Linked DNA regions of Sus scrofa: region 1 is linked to region 2. Evidence: chromatin contacts called from public Hi-C data. All regions are on one chromosome and are shown on one strand. Each heading gives the region's core, a stretch centred on a gene start, on an enhancer-like site or on the middle of the called end of the contact. The rest is flanking DNA. Distances are from core to core; before and after follow the strand shown.

Evidence for each region. Hi-C and Micro-C count contacts between places; a contact is called where the count stands out from the background.
Region 1: a Hi-C map of skeletal muscle shows a contact between it and region 2, with 2.7 times the contacts expected there. The contact joins the enhancer-like site here to the promoter of CILP in region 2. A contact is called at or near these places in 5 of 47 Hi-C or Micro-C datasets (heart right ventricle, retroperitoneal adipose tissue, skeletal muscle and 1 more) and 1 of 2 datasets of contacts at active chromatin or transcription factors (skeletal muscle).

What each region holds. Positions count from the first base shown.
Region 1 is chr1:163,291,806-163,298,705 of Sscrofa11.1, forward strand. PARP16 (mono [ADP-ribose] polymerase PARP16) reads right to left here. Exons shown (of 4, transcript XM_021100127.1): 2 at 5,237-5,408; 3 at 3,681-3,822; 4 at 973-2,360. The coding sequence ends at 2,225. Among named protein-coding and RNA genes, the nearest start is that of PARP16, 25 kb to the right of the region's middle. Within about 2 kb of position 2,321, at least 13 of the 83 cell types and tissues checked have an H3K27ac peak or open chromatin away from gene starts, as enhancers often do. A contact at or near this core is called in retroperitoneal adipose tissue, skeletal muscle and subcutaneous adipose tissue, where this site is marked.
Region 2 is chr1:163,248,375-163,255,874 of Sscrofa11.1, forward strand. It overlaps CILP (cartilage intermediate layer protein), which reads right to left and starts at 4,062. Exons shown (of 9, transcript NM_001348903.1): 1 at 3,985-4,062; 2 at 2,031-2,201. The coding sequence starts at 2,118.

The DNA.
Region 1 (6,900 bases), core at 1,071-3,570, 42 kb after region 2:
GTGAGGATTAAAGAAATCAGTACAAGTAAGGTGCCCTGTAGTGCTACATGTGTCACCCAGACCATGTGAAGATTCCTTGCCAAGTGTTTTCCAAAACTCCTTCACAATGCCATAGAATGCCAACCGCACTCCTGAGAATGTTTGTCCATTTACCCACCTTGCTAGATGGCCAATTCCATGAGGACAGGGGCAATCTGACCTGCTCCTGCTCCTATTTCCAGTGCCTGGCACACAGCAAGTGTGCACATTTGCTAAATCAATGACTAGAAACCCAGTGCCAGAGTTCCCATTGTGGTGCAGCAGAAACGAGTCCAACTCGTATCCATGAGGATGCAGGTTTGATCACTGGTCTTGCCCAGTGGGTCAGGGATCTGGCATTGCTGTGAGCTGTGGTGTAGGTCACAGACATGCTCGGATCTGGTGTTGCTGTACCTATGGTATAGACTGGCAGGTGCAGCTCTGATTTGACCCCTAGCCTGGGAACTTCCAAATGCCGAAGGTGCAGTCCAAAGAAGCAAAATAAGAAGAAGAAAGAAAGAAAGAAATCCAATGCCTACAGATATCGTGGGGAAATATGCTCTCTAGCAAACATCCACCTCAAACAAGGAAGGAAGGCAATGATAAGATTTTTTCAGGAGTTCCCGTCGTGGCGCAGTGGTTAACGAATCCGACTAGGAACCATGAGGTTGCGGGTTCGATCCCTGCCCTTGTTCAGTGGGTTAACGATCTGGCGTTGCCGTGAGCTGTGGCGTAGGTCACAGACGCGGCTCGAATCCTGCGTTGCTATGGCTCTGGCGTAGGCTGGCAGCTACAGCTCCAATTTGACCCCTAGCCTGGGAACCTCCACATGCCGCGGGAGCGGCTCAAGAAATGGCAAAAAGACAAAAAAAAAAAAAAAAAAAAAAAGATTTTTCAACCAGTGAATACATGGCAGCCTTGCGCTTGAGGCTAAAAGCAGTTCACAAAGACAACTTGGAAATTAGGAAAATACCTTTATTATTTCTGAAATGTTCCAATATTCAATGTAAAAACCATGATAGTGGCTTTTTCACAACTTTACAAATTATAGAAAAATGACTTTCCACCTTTACAGAAATCACCCAAATCACATAGGGTTCCATGACGGCTGACATGGTACAGGAAGGAGGGGCAGCAAACACAGCAGGTAGAACTGCAGCTCTCTGAGCAGCCTGAGGCTTTTCCCGCACGTGTAAAGCCAGGCCGAGTCCCAGAGACGCAGGCCTGTCTCAAAGGCCAGCCGCCCACAGAAGGCGTGCAGTGTGGCACCAAAGGCTGGCAAGCTGCAATCACGGCAGCTTTGTGAGAACGAGTGCAGGAGGCAGGCCTGCCGCTCAAATCCTCCTCCCTAAAACACGGCCAGGAAAGAGGCTGCAAACACGGGCCAAGTGGTGCTCTGGGTTTAGAAATTTCCCCTTTTACTCAGCTCACAAAGACGAATTTGTCAGAGTTGTGTTTTTTGTTTTGTTTTGCTTTTTTTAAAATCAGAAAACAAACATTTGGTTCCGTCTCAGCTGTCATCAGTAGTAGGTAATTTTTAGAGAGAGACAACTTGAGTTGCTCATTGTTTTTTATCAGGTTTCTGACTCCTTCCTTTCTCATCCATGGTCCGGGCAGAGGGGTTACAGCTGTAGCAGAAGGCTGTTTGTCGATGTGAGAAAACTGTGAAAGTGTTTTGCACTCACATACAAAGGCTGATGGAATTCAGAACGATCCCACCGATTTTTATGAGAAACATGACTGTTCCTCTTGGGTGTCTCAAGTCAAAACAAGGCAACAGCCTAGTGATTTATAGTCCCCACTACACATTTTCTGCCTTCCAGAAGGCATTAGAGAAAAGGCCAGTGTCCGCCAGAAGCGATTGTAAACACCCCACTGACAGCCTGGACACTTTGTTTTTAAATACGGCAGGACTTTCTCCTTTGGCCCTGGCAAAAAAAGCCAACTCCCTAAGACTGTTTAGGAAGAAGCAGAAGGAGATCTCCCCCCAAACCTGAGTGAGGGATCAGTGACCTCCATTGACTAGAGTGTGGCTGAGAGCATCATCAAAGGCAATGGATACATTTATGGCATGTGAAAACTGTCCTGTGGTTGGTCCCCAACCTGTCCCCAGGCTCAACCTGGCTGGACAAGGGGCACGGGAGGTTTGGAGCAAGTTACCGTAAGGCACATGGTTGAAATGGCCCCGACACCAAGCCCAGAAGGATTATCTCTTCGCGCGATTCCAAAAGTGTTGGAAAGCTGAGGAGTTGATGACACTCACTATGAGCAGCAGCAGCAGATACAGGGATATCATGACCGTAAACCAATGGCTGGAAACCCAGGAGAGCTGGCTTGAGGCCCTGCGTCAGGGGGAAAAAAGAGTGATGTTGGAACAAAGAGAAAAACATTTTTTCAAAGTGTATGCAACCACTTCTGGCTCAAAGAAGATGAAATGATGAATTTGAGCCATGAAATGAAGCTTTGTGCGTGCTCCTTCACTCAAAAAATCTGGGACTGTTTGCCCTGATGCTGACACGCCTTTCACCAGAACATTTTCTAAATGTACAAAGACAGCTATGCAATGAGCTCATCCTGATCTTTTCTTTTATAGCTCCTCTTGTACCTCTTGTAACCCGTCTTTTCTTAAGCAAGACTTTGGTATCTAGAAGGATGACCTTGCTAATGGTGTCTGACCAGATGGCAGCAGGTGCAGGGTACTTAGCAAAAGGCTTTTCACTTTCAGACATGCACAGATATCATTTTGAGCAGGGGAAATCCTCTCTGGCCCACTGGGAGATGATCTAAACCATGCAAGTGTGCACTAGAGACACTCCAGGAAGGAGTGGGAAAGAAATGGAATTTTCAAGTAGAAAGAGCCAGATGATTTTAAACCAAAGGATAATGTCCCCCAAACTTAGGAACCTTGTGCCTATTTCCCAGATCTAAGGGGTAAGATTTTACAAGTTTATTGAATCCTGAAGGCTGGAAACCACTTGTGTGTACAAGTAGGAGTCGGGACTATTAACGATAACAATAACCACTTTCCCTGTCTCACCTGCTGCTCATCCCCGTGAGAAACTCCTTCATGGACTCCAACAGTGGGACAAGATGGCAAGTGACCCCCAACCCTGGCAAGCCCTGCATCCCTCAAACACCACCCTGTTGAGATGGATCAGGAAGCCATCCTTCTCAAGATCCTAGGAGCTGGAAGGCCTCGTCTACTGTAAGGTCAACACTCTCATTGTAGAGATAAAGATGAAACCTCTCAGTTCCAGAGAGGAGTAGGTGGTGGTTTGACGGCCACGGAGGTGGACGTGACCAAGCCAGGTGGTACACCATCCCAGCCAGAGCCAGTCACCACCCTGCCTCTCAGCACCACCGAATCAGTGGGTTTCAGGCTGCAATCAGGAACCTAGGTGGCTAAGGGTTTGGCTTCATTCAGTCCCTCAAGTTAAGTCCCTCTTCTTCACTAGCATATATGGTCCCTTAGGACCACGTTTTATTTGACCTGTATACCTCACCTCTTACCTCTCACAGAAAGCAGAGTGCAGTGCTTTACATACTTTATACATAGCTGAGGTCTAAGGCTGGGGTGGGCAGGGTGCTGATCACTAAGAACCCAATACTGTGAATGCAGCCTTTCGTTGTTCTGCACCACATGCAGGGACCGTCCTTCTCACCTCTTGGGCTGCTTCTGCGAGTACACCAGCAGGTACTTCACCCGCAGGAGCTGATTATTGGTGACCACAAAGTACTTTGGAGGGATGTCACCCCCTTCACTGTGCTTGATTCTTGCTCTCCTGCGATCTATCTCCTTGGAATCTGAATAAGAAGATAAAGCACAACTTTACAAGGGGCAAAAAAAACTGGAAGCAAATTGTGAACAGAAATGGGTCGAGTCTCCTGGTCCTGAGGGTGGAGGAACCCCAGGAGGCTGAGGAAGGGCCTGTGTGTGTGTGTGTGTGTGTGTGTGTGTGTGTGTGTGTGAAGGAGGACTAAAAATAGGAGAGTCTCTGACAGGCCAGAATAGGAAAATAAAAGGGATATGACAGAAAAATATAAAACAAAACTGAGTGGGGGAAGCAGAGGGAGTAAGCAGCTTGAGGGCCACAACAAAAAAATAACCTGCAACTAGAAATAGGACTTGATCTGAAACAAGTCTTCTAGCAGGCATTTTAAAGTAACGACTCTGGACTCGAGCTTCTTAGAACACTTATCTTCCACCCTTTGTACCAAGACTTGTTAAACAAAACAAAACGTTTCCTTTTAATAACATGAGAAAGCTGTATCGAAAAGAACCAAAAAACAACAAAAATCCCTACAACAGGCCAAAGCTTCGTGACAGCAGACGTTGCAGGGTTTTGCCCTGATGTTTAATGTCATGGTTTGCAGACATCCTAGGAATTATAAAAGTGAATATTCATGCTGTCTGGTTTGGGAGAGTGGCGTCAGACCTGGGCCTGTTCCTCAGGACTCCAGTTGTTTTACATTAGAGGCCAGGAACAGGCAGTTTCCTCAATTCTCCTTTTCTCAGCGGAACCAACAGGCCAGCTCTGGAGACTAGAAGGATGGTTCTGTGACTCTTTTGCCTTCGAGGGCCAGGGCGCACAGGGCAAAGGTCTAGGGGACGTATCAGGAGAGTGGAACGAGGTGGCCCACTAGTCATCCCCTCCCTAGAAGGTCCAGGATTTACCCCCACGGCCTCAGTTTATTCCCTCACATCCTCTGAGGGCTCGGGCACCAGAGCAGCCTGGAGGAACAGGGTGTGGACCCAAGTCTTTGGCTTCAGTTTACCAAATATTTATTGAATGTCAAGTGTGTAGCAGGCGCCTTGCTGACACAAGGTGCCCAAGAGGGAATGAGACCCAGTTTCTGCCTTCAAGGAGCTCGTGCTCTGGCCTCACACACTCACATCCATCTTCTCCACCCCTAAAGCTTTCCCTGAGCACTTGGACCCCACGTGACTGCTCCTTCCTCGGAGCTGGACCCCCACGGACCTCATCAGCACCCTCACGCACTCCCTACCCTCTGCCTTGCAGGAAGTGGTGTCTTTACCACCGTGTGTTCAGTCTCTAAGGAGACTGCTTGCTTCCTGAAGGCAGGCCTTGTCCCACACCACTCTGGACCCAGCCCATCCTCTGGCATGCAATGGGTGCTCCACCCAACAGCTGGGCCAAAGGCAAGAGCCTGACACCCAGGGGCCTGCAGCCCAGGCCTGGGCCAAGTGCACACTCACCCTTCTTCTTCGTTTGGCACTTGACATCTGGATGGTCAATGACCTCGCACACAGCCACACAGCTAAGGATGGGGCCGAGGAGGCTGCGCTGCCACCCATGGCCATGGGGGCTATAAATGAGGGCCAGGCTCAAGTCACTGGTGAGGTAGGTCCCTTCCCCAAACAAGGATGTCTAGAATGGCAGAGGTCAACAGAAAAGAGACAGGGCTGGGTGAGTGCAGAGCTGGCAAAGCAAGATGGCACAGGTCTTTCTTCGGCATAGTTGTTAACACAAAATCCTCAAGCCTTTTTTCCCCCAGCAAAAGGCTCAAGAGCAAATAACCTTATGACATCATTAGAGGGTTATTACAAAACACATTCCTATCTGACAACAGTTTAACTAACTGGGGATGTGGCTGACTAACCTGGCAAACTAGTAGCTCCAGTGGTCAAGGCTGAGTAAGAAAAACACAGGTGTAAGAGTCCAAACAGACCCACATTTGAATCCTGCCTATCCCTCTACCAAGCTAGCAAGTCATATAAACTCTCTGGGTCTCAGCTTCTACATCTACAAAGTGGTGATATTACCATCTCCTCCTAAGGACATGGATGAGGATTTGATGAGATGATGCACATAAAGCACCACACAAAACACCTGGCATAAGAGAATGAGACAGCCATTCCACCGCAGGCTCTTATTTGTAGCATATCAGTACTTCCTGCTGCATGAATGTGTTAAACGTGGTTCCGCTGACAGACCTGCAGAAGCCAAGTCATGTCCTTATGCAGAGGAGGGAGTCACACCTGAGTAGGGGAAGTAATCTGAGTCATTACTTGGAAAAGAAATGAATCTCTTAGACCAGAAACTGTAACCAAATAAGGCAAGCCTCATGAGAGGCAGGGTAAGTTTTGCTCTTTGTGTTGGTGAGGACCAAGAAAATGTCCAAGATTCTAGGAGGCAGGTCCCTGGTGGTGGGTGCTAACTTGCTGTCCTCCATAAGGAAGGATGCCAGATTGAAAGAGAAGGAATTCAGGTGAAAAACCTGCAAACTGAGGCTATAGCAGGGGTAGAAAACACATTCTTTGCCCTGGGGAGACATCAATAATCAACTACGATGCCAACATAAAAATATCAACCATTCATACTGGCTCAGAGAACACTGGATGTCCCCTGATCTGACCCCATGTCCATTTCTTCTTATGCCTACCACATATACACCATTCCCTAGACTCAAGAACCATCAGCAGAGGAGCATAACAGTGAGAAACTTGGCATATCTCTACCACGAAAACAACCTCAGAGCTTCAGCTGGCAGAGAGGTTCCCTCAAGCAAGGCTCTCACTGAAATCCCAGACAGAGGAGGCCAGGAGAGCACCCACTTCACCAAAGGGTGTAATGAGATGCTTCTAAGGAACAAACTCCCTCGGGCGTTGAAATGAAGGTTTAGTTACAAAAGTGTAATCTGCAGGCAACTTCTCCAGGCTGCTCTGGCGTGAAGCCGAGGCCCCCTGGATTCCAGTAGCCTGGCTGTGGTAATAAGCTAGGAGCCAGGGTAAACAAGGCCATCATCCTCAGCAAAACCCAACTGCGCTAATCAGCTGCAGCAGTTCTGGGAAAGTCTCTCCAGGCTTGGGACGCCATCAGCCACAACTAAGCCCACAGTTCATGGAGCCAGCCCACCACC
Region 2 (7,500 bases), core at 2,812-5,311:
AGGGTCCTGGTGCATATTCAGGGTGATGGTGAAGGTAAAGGGACATGGCATGCAGTGCCTGCTCAACAAATGGTGTTTCTCTTTTTGCTCTTGTCCTAGAAATGGACCATCGGATACTGTCAAGCAGCTAGTGAGCTGGGGCTCCTACTTTAGGTTCTGAGCCTGTCCTTCTCGGCAGAATGAAAACTAACTTTCCTCATCTGGAAATAGAGATGTTAGTTGCCACCGCCTGAGTGGTGGTCCAGTTGGCATGAGAATTCCATGAGGTTACCACACAATATCTGTGAAGTATACAGAGCTTGAGACTGTGAGGACCAGACACTCTGCCACTTCCTGACAGTGTGACCTTGGGCCAGAAACTTAAGGCGTCTGACCCCTCATCATAAAGTGAGCATAATAAATAGTTCCTATCCCAGAGGTTTATAGGGATTAAATAAGCTCATTTGTAAAATCTACTTAAGACAATGCCTAGCACACAATGCTTGCTAAGTGTTAGTAACTCCTTTTAACTCAATTCCTGGACAAGAGATGTCCATTTTCCTTCTTCTGGCAAAGTCTGGCTTTGGGAATCCACTCTCCCCTAAAGAATTCATATGGTCTAATTGGAGGAGTCAACCTCAATTTTCTGACCCCAGGCTGGCAGAATCTGTCTGAGGAAGGGTACAGGGCACTCAGGCTACAGGCGATAAGCCTCCAGCTCCGTCCCAGCTGAGGCTTGGTTGGGGGCTCCAAAGTGGGAAGGATAAAAGACAACATAGGGCTGCAAAGCTTTGGAAGGCAATTAACTCTCAAGTGAGAAAGTCAAATCAGAATTCTCTATGCTGCTTAATTGGGGTGATAGGAGCTCTTTTAATCAAACTCTTCTGATTTCCCCTCAGATGGTTGAATGTTTATCATCCTCACCAGCAGCAGCTGTCAGGGTAGAGAAAGCAAGCCAGGGAGTTCCAATCGTGGCGCAGTGGTTAACGAATCTGACTAGGAACCATGAGGTTGCAGGTTCGATCCCTGGCCTTGCTCAGTGGGTTAAAGATCTGGCGGAGCTGTGGTGTAGGTCGCAGACGCAGCTCAGATCCCGCGTTGCTGTGGCTTAGGTTGGCGGCTACAGCTCTGATACAACCCCTAGCCTGGGAACCTCCATATGCTGCAGGTGCAGCCCTAGAAAAGGTAAAAAGATGACAAAAAAAAAAAAAAAAAGAAAGAAAGAAAGAAAAAGCAAGGCAGGAAGTGGGCACATACAGGGTTTGGCAAAATGCTGACAGCCTGCAGTGCTTGCAGCTTTACAACAGGATCTCTCTCTTTTTCTATTTTTTTTTTTTTTATCTGAGTAGGTGGCTAGAAATCAGGAAAGGAAGGAAAGATGGGAGAGAGTATGCTTAGATGCTTCAAGGAGCTCACCAGCCAAATTCTCTCCACCTGTTCCCTCGAGAACTCAGTGTCACCAGAGAATGGGGTCAGAGAACCAAAAGGGGTTCTGTGAAGTTTGGATATTGGGTCTAAATGAATTTTCATCAAACTAAAACCAGAAAATCCCCAATCTGCCTGTGGGAACTCAGTAACCCCTTGTGATTCCCTTCTGCTTTGGCTTTCAGGAAGCTCAGAGCTAAATTTAGCACTCAGGGCAGTGGTAACCCTCTCATCTTTTTTTCTCCTTTCAAGTGATAGCTTATCCTTCTCCTCATTTAAAAGATTCTGTTCTGTGAGTTTGTTTTGTTTTGGGATGGGGATGTAGTGGCTTGATGTGGGATCTCAGTTCCCAGACCAGGGACTGAACCGGAGCTGCAGCAGTAAAAGCACCAAGTCATAACCACTAGACCACCAGGGAACTCCCTGTGAGTTATAATATTCAAAACTATCTCAAATCCCTTAGGGAAAAAAGAGAAGGGTATAAATTATGAATAAATAGATAAACCAGCCTCAGGTCTTAGTGCCACCTCTGTGGCTTAAGGCAGACACAGAGTTGGGTCTCAGAACAGATGTGACTTCACTATTGCAAATGGGAGATGAGAGAGACAGAGATACTTAGCCTGTACCCAACACAGATGTGACCTCCAGGACCAGGAAGAAGAACACCCAGGCCTTGGTCCCCACCATCTTTCCCTCAGGTCCCGTGGAGAACATGGCAGGAGATGAATGAGGGTTCCTTCACAAAGATGGATTATCCCTGGAACTTGGTCCCCTGAGACTTTTCTCAGATCAATGACCTGTAAAGATACAAAGTTTGTCAGGTTCCATGTTTCTGAGTCACTTCTTAGGGATTAAGCAGAACTATTTTTTAACATATCAAGGGTGAAGGGTAGACAGAATGAAGTCTTGTGACTCCTTGCCCAAGTTGCAAATCTGGGCTGCTTGGGAGATGCAGAGTCAGAATCTGAGGAAGTTTCACTAGTTCTTTGCATCTACTGGCTGAGGTGGGTGAGGAACCTCTCCATCCCCTTCAAATCCACCCAAATATTTGCACTCAAAGCCAGGTCCCAGGGAGTTCCCATTGTGGCTCAACAGAAACAAACCCACGAGGAGGCAGGTTTGATCCCTGGCCTTGCTTGCTCAGTGGGTTAAGGATCTAGCCTTGTTGTGAGCTGTGGTGTAGGTCACAGATGCAGCTCGGATATGGTGTTGCTGTGGCTGTGGAATAGGCCAGTGACTACAGCTCAGATTCGAACCCTAGCCTGGGAACTTCCATATGCTGCAGGTGCGGCCCTAAAAAGAAAAAAAAAAAAAAAAAAAGTCAGGTCTGAGATGCAGTACAAGGAGGGTAGGGGTGGGGAGGTTTCTTGCCAGAGAGAAGGGGCCTGGGCTCACCCTCAGCAGCCTCTGGGTGACTCATTAATCACTTCCAAGACCCGGGCTTGGGGGGATGTTTTGCCTACCCTTTAGAGAGGCTCATGCTCTTACACAACACAGCTACTTATGAAGGCTGTGCAGCCCCTGCCCTGACCATAGAGGCCCCTCACAAGGCAGGCAAGCTGGAAGGTGCAGATGCTTCGACACACCACATCCATGAATACATTCCCAGATGTGCACAGGCTGCAGCTGGAACACATCACTGGCCTATATTTGTTTAGGGCCTGACTAGGCATTACACAGCCAGCAGCCTGCTGAGGAAGAGTAGAGGGGACCTACTGGGAGAGGGCAGGGCCCCCCAGTAACCACCAAGTGTGGGTTAGGGGCTGCAGGAGCAGGGAGAGGAGAGCAGGCCTGGCAATAGGGCAAGGACCCATGGGGAGTGGCCCAGGCTCCTGCTCAATCTTTCTCCCCAGGGCTCTGACTGAGCCAGAATCTGATCAGTTCCTGGAGATTCAAAAGTGGTTCCCTTCAACCTCCAAAGCCCAGGGTGTGGTGGGGAAAGACAGATTCTTCCTTTCTGGAAAAAAAAGGATTCAAAAGCACTTGGCTGTCCCAGAAGAAGAACAAACTGATCCCACACGGCAGACCATCTAGCTCTAAGCCCACTAACTCCACCACCACCTGGTTTTCAGCCCAGGTGTTCCCCGCAATCTCCAGTTCTTGCGTTGTCTTACTCCAAGCTCCCGGGCTCTGAGCAGAGAGCTAAGCACTCAGCGGACCTGCACAGCACTCAGTCTGGGACCACTCCGAGACTGTCTGGAAGGCGAAGGTGGCCTGAGGCACCTTGTGGAAAATCCATTTCCCATCTGGCAGCCCACGGAAGTTTCCTCAGCATAAGTTCTGCTGGTGAGGCTCCCCACCCCATGGGCTTCAGGACTCTGGGACAAAGGAGCGTGGCGGCCCGCAGGAAAAAAGCAGAACGCCTGGAGGTACGGAGACCATGCCTGGGACCATCTGAGAGCCCCTGGCCTCAGGTGGGGGAGGGAGAAGACTCTGGGTCAATGTGGGAACAGAGAGAACTCTGAAATGGAAAGGGGAGCCCTCTCTGAGGGAGATGAGGGGTGGTCACAGGAAGGCAGAAGAGCTGAGCCGGGCAGCGGGATGCAGGGTTGAGCTGAGGAGAATAGGAGAGGGGCTCACCGTGTCCTGAGCAGGCCTCCTCAGCTGGGGGTCCAAGTCTTCCTCTCTGCAGCAGGTCCAGCCGCTGGGCCTTATATAGCACAGCTGGTGGCTCAGCCTGTGGCAGTGCGCCACGGGAAGCGGCAGCGAAACCAGATCTGAGCCTGAGGAAGCTCAGCCTCCCCCTCCCCTCACATCCCCTGCAGCTTCCAGAGGCCAGGATTTCACATCCAGATCCTCAGGGGGAGATGCCGCAGGGCCTGGGGATGGGCCAGGTGGGCAGGCGCCTGGGGCTCCAGAGGCCAGCGCAGGGGGACGGGTGGGGAGACAGGGTGGGCACTGAGCGGCCTTGGAAAGGGGCCAAGGGGAATTCTACATCTGGGTAGCATTTCATGGCTCAGGGGGTGGTATGCTCTTGCCTAAGCTTTGCTTGCTGATCCCCCACATTCCCCTGGCCCTGGCCTGCCCATGCGGAGAAACAACTTTGCTGGCCTTAGCACATACTCCAAACTCTCTTAGGCACACAGGTCACTGGCCTCTCAGCCTGGGGGTGCCTAGACTGAGCTGGGCAACGTCACAGCCTCTTTGGAGTCTGAGGGAGCACTTAGGGAACCTCAGAAGGGAGAAGGGACAGAGGATTGGGGGTCAGGAGGTCACAGGACGAGAATAGTTCGTCCCTACTCTTTCCTTCTTCCATGTGGGTGCCTGCCTGTACCTGCTGGACCCCAGAGGAGCCCCTGCATCTGGATGCTCTGCGATCCCACCAAAGGTTCATATGCCTGTCTGTGTGTGTGTGTGTGTGTGTGTGTGTGAGAGAGAGAGAGAGAGAGAGAGAGAGAGAGAGAGTATGTGTCTGACTTGCAATGTGGGCGCCTACCAGCAATGAACAGCAAGCAGCCTTACCCATAGGGGGCGTAAGCAGCTGCCTGTTTCCAGACTTCACCCACCTCCTCCACAACATGAGTTTGCCTGTCATCACAGGCAGTGGTTCTATAATTTTAGCATGCATTAGAATCCTCTGGAGGGCTTATTAAAACACACCCAGATTTTCTAGCTTAGTAGGTCTGAGGTGAGGCCCAAGACTTTGCATTTGTAACAAGCTCCCAGGTGATTTTGATGCAGCTCGTTAATGGACCACACAATGACAGAGTCTCAGTTGGAGGCAGAAGATGAGGAGGGGGTGAACCACGGATGACAGCAGAGGCTGCCAAGGCCTGCCTTATGTCCCGGGCTCATCTGGCCTGGCCTGTGTGGACCTCCACACCAGTGTCAGCTCACTCGTTCCACACACCCTCATTGTGCTCCTTTTTGGGGCAGGCTCTAGGCTGGGCACTGGGAGGCCATGAGGGGAAGATGTTTCCATGCATCTCAATCGCATGGAAATGATCCCACAGTGCAGCAGCGCAGGTCCTCATCCAGAGAGCTCTGTGTGTGTGCGTGTATGCTTGTGTGTGCTATGCTTTTCTTGGTGATTATGTGTCTGTGACTTTCTCTCTGTGTGAGAGTGTGTGTGTGTGTAAGCAAGGGTTTAGGGATCATCACTCTGTACAGGAGCTGTTGGAGGAGAGGATGGATGGAAGAAGGACGTTGAGCAGTGACAGCCCCTAAGCAGAACTGGGACACAGAGCTGGTTTGCTTTCTCTCCTGCACTCTGGTCTCCCTCTCGAGCCTCAGCCTTTGGCCCATAGATCATGTAGCTAGACCCAGTCTGGTCAGTTACTGTGAGAGCCAAGCCATGAATAGCTTCAGCCATAGGGTTTGAAGTCAAAGTCTGAACTGAGTGAAGCCCGTTAAGAACTCTCTGGTCCGTGGACAGACAGACAGACAGAGGCTGAGCCATAACAGTGTGATCAAAGGACGAGAGGATGATAGGAACTTGGGAGTCAAAAGCCTAGTCCTGGCTCTGTTCCTGATTCTGAGGTGTGATCTTAGACAAGTAATGACCCAAGTGACCCTGGACCTCAGTGTCCCCACATGTGCAACAGGAGTTTGGACTGAATGAACTCTGAGGACCCCATCAGCTCCTGCAAGGCTTGATAAGATGCTGACAGCAAACACTGGAGAGAGGAGAGAAAGGAAGGAAGTACAGGTCCAAGGAGGCTTGCTGGAGGTTAGGAGAGAGTCCTGGGAAGCTGCCTGACCACTGAGATGGATTAAGGAGAGCAAGGTACAGGAGAGGAAGGTGGAGGGAGGTAAACCACAGGTCAAGGTGAGGGTAATTAGCTGTTTCCCAAGGTCCCCACTCTATGGAAACCCAGAGTCTTGGACGAGGTCTCCCCAGCCTCCTAACTGCACTCCTCTCCTCCCTTTCTGTAATGGGAGGCAGAGAAGCCTATGGGGTGAAAGCTTGGCAAAGCAGAGCCCTTTAGGCCACAATTCCTGCCTTGGTCTCCTTGCTCAGCCCAGAACGCACACTGAGGCCCCCACTTACCCAGCCTCAAGTGGCCACAGGATATTGTCACAGCTGGCAGAGGGCTGAAGGACTGTGAGCCAGAATCCCTGGGTTGCCATTTGTGCCCCTCTAGCTCATCTAATCCAGCCTCCTCCCATCAAAGAATGCTTTCCGGCCCGCAGGTGGGACTGAGCTGTGAGCTTGGCAGGGCTGGCGCACTCCTAGCCCTGCGAAGGTGGAATCTGAGCCCACTCCTCCCCCAACCCCGCTCCCAGAACTCCTTTGAGGCAGAGGCCGCTGCTTTCCTCAGCCAGGACCTTAGGATATTCACTCAGGACTTGGGAAGTGGCCACAGATCTGGACTGTCCAGGACCTGGCCTAGCTGGGTCAGCCCCAGCCATGAATGGCCATCTGGGGCTTCTGCAGGCCAGGCTAGTCTGCAGCAGCTCCAAGCCCCTGCCTGGAACACCCTGAGAACACATCAATCACTCCCTACCCCGTCCAGGGGATTGAGGGGCTTGGAGCCCAGTTCCGCTAGGCCATCTGTGACCCAAGCCTATGGCCAGGGGTCCCCACCCTGCTGAGGGGAAAGGAGCTTGGGAACACTGGGAGGGGTCTGACAGGATGCTGGTGGCTCCAGAAAAAGGTGCTCTAACACTCTCTGACCACTTCTCCCATGCGCCCATCATCGCCTCCCTGTGGCCTGAGGGGGTTTTGCAGGCCTGACAAGCCTCTAAAGACCCCTGGGACTGGAGGACTTGACTGCAGCTCGGAGTGACCCTCAGGGGCTTCTGACCCAGAATGTATGGGACCTTAGGGACCCAGAGTCTAGGGGGTGGGAGAGCCCACTCTCTGACTCTGCTGTTCTCCCCCTCCCCTCCCCCGTCCTAGATACAGCAGCCAGGGTTCCAACTCAATGCCTTCACAGTTACATTTCTTGTTGTCCTATCCTGAAATACAGCCCTTCCTCCCCGCCCTGTGGGAATGTCCTCCATTTTTCGATGCCCCATCTCAGTCTCCTCACTCCTTCCCTCTCTGACCACCCAGGCCCACCTCGACTAGTCCTCCTCAGGTCTCAGATGATAACATTCAGTCCCACGTGGAAGGCACTCTGTAATTTACAAAGCATATCCATGGGCTCAATC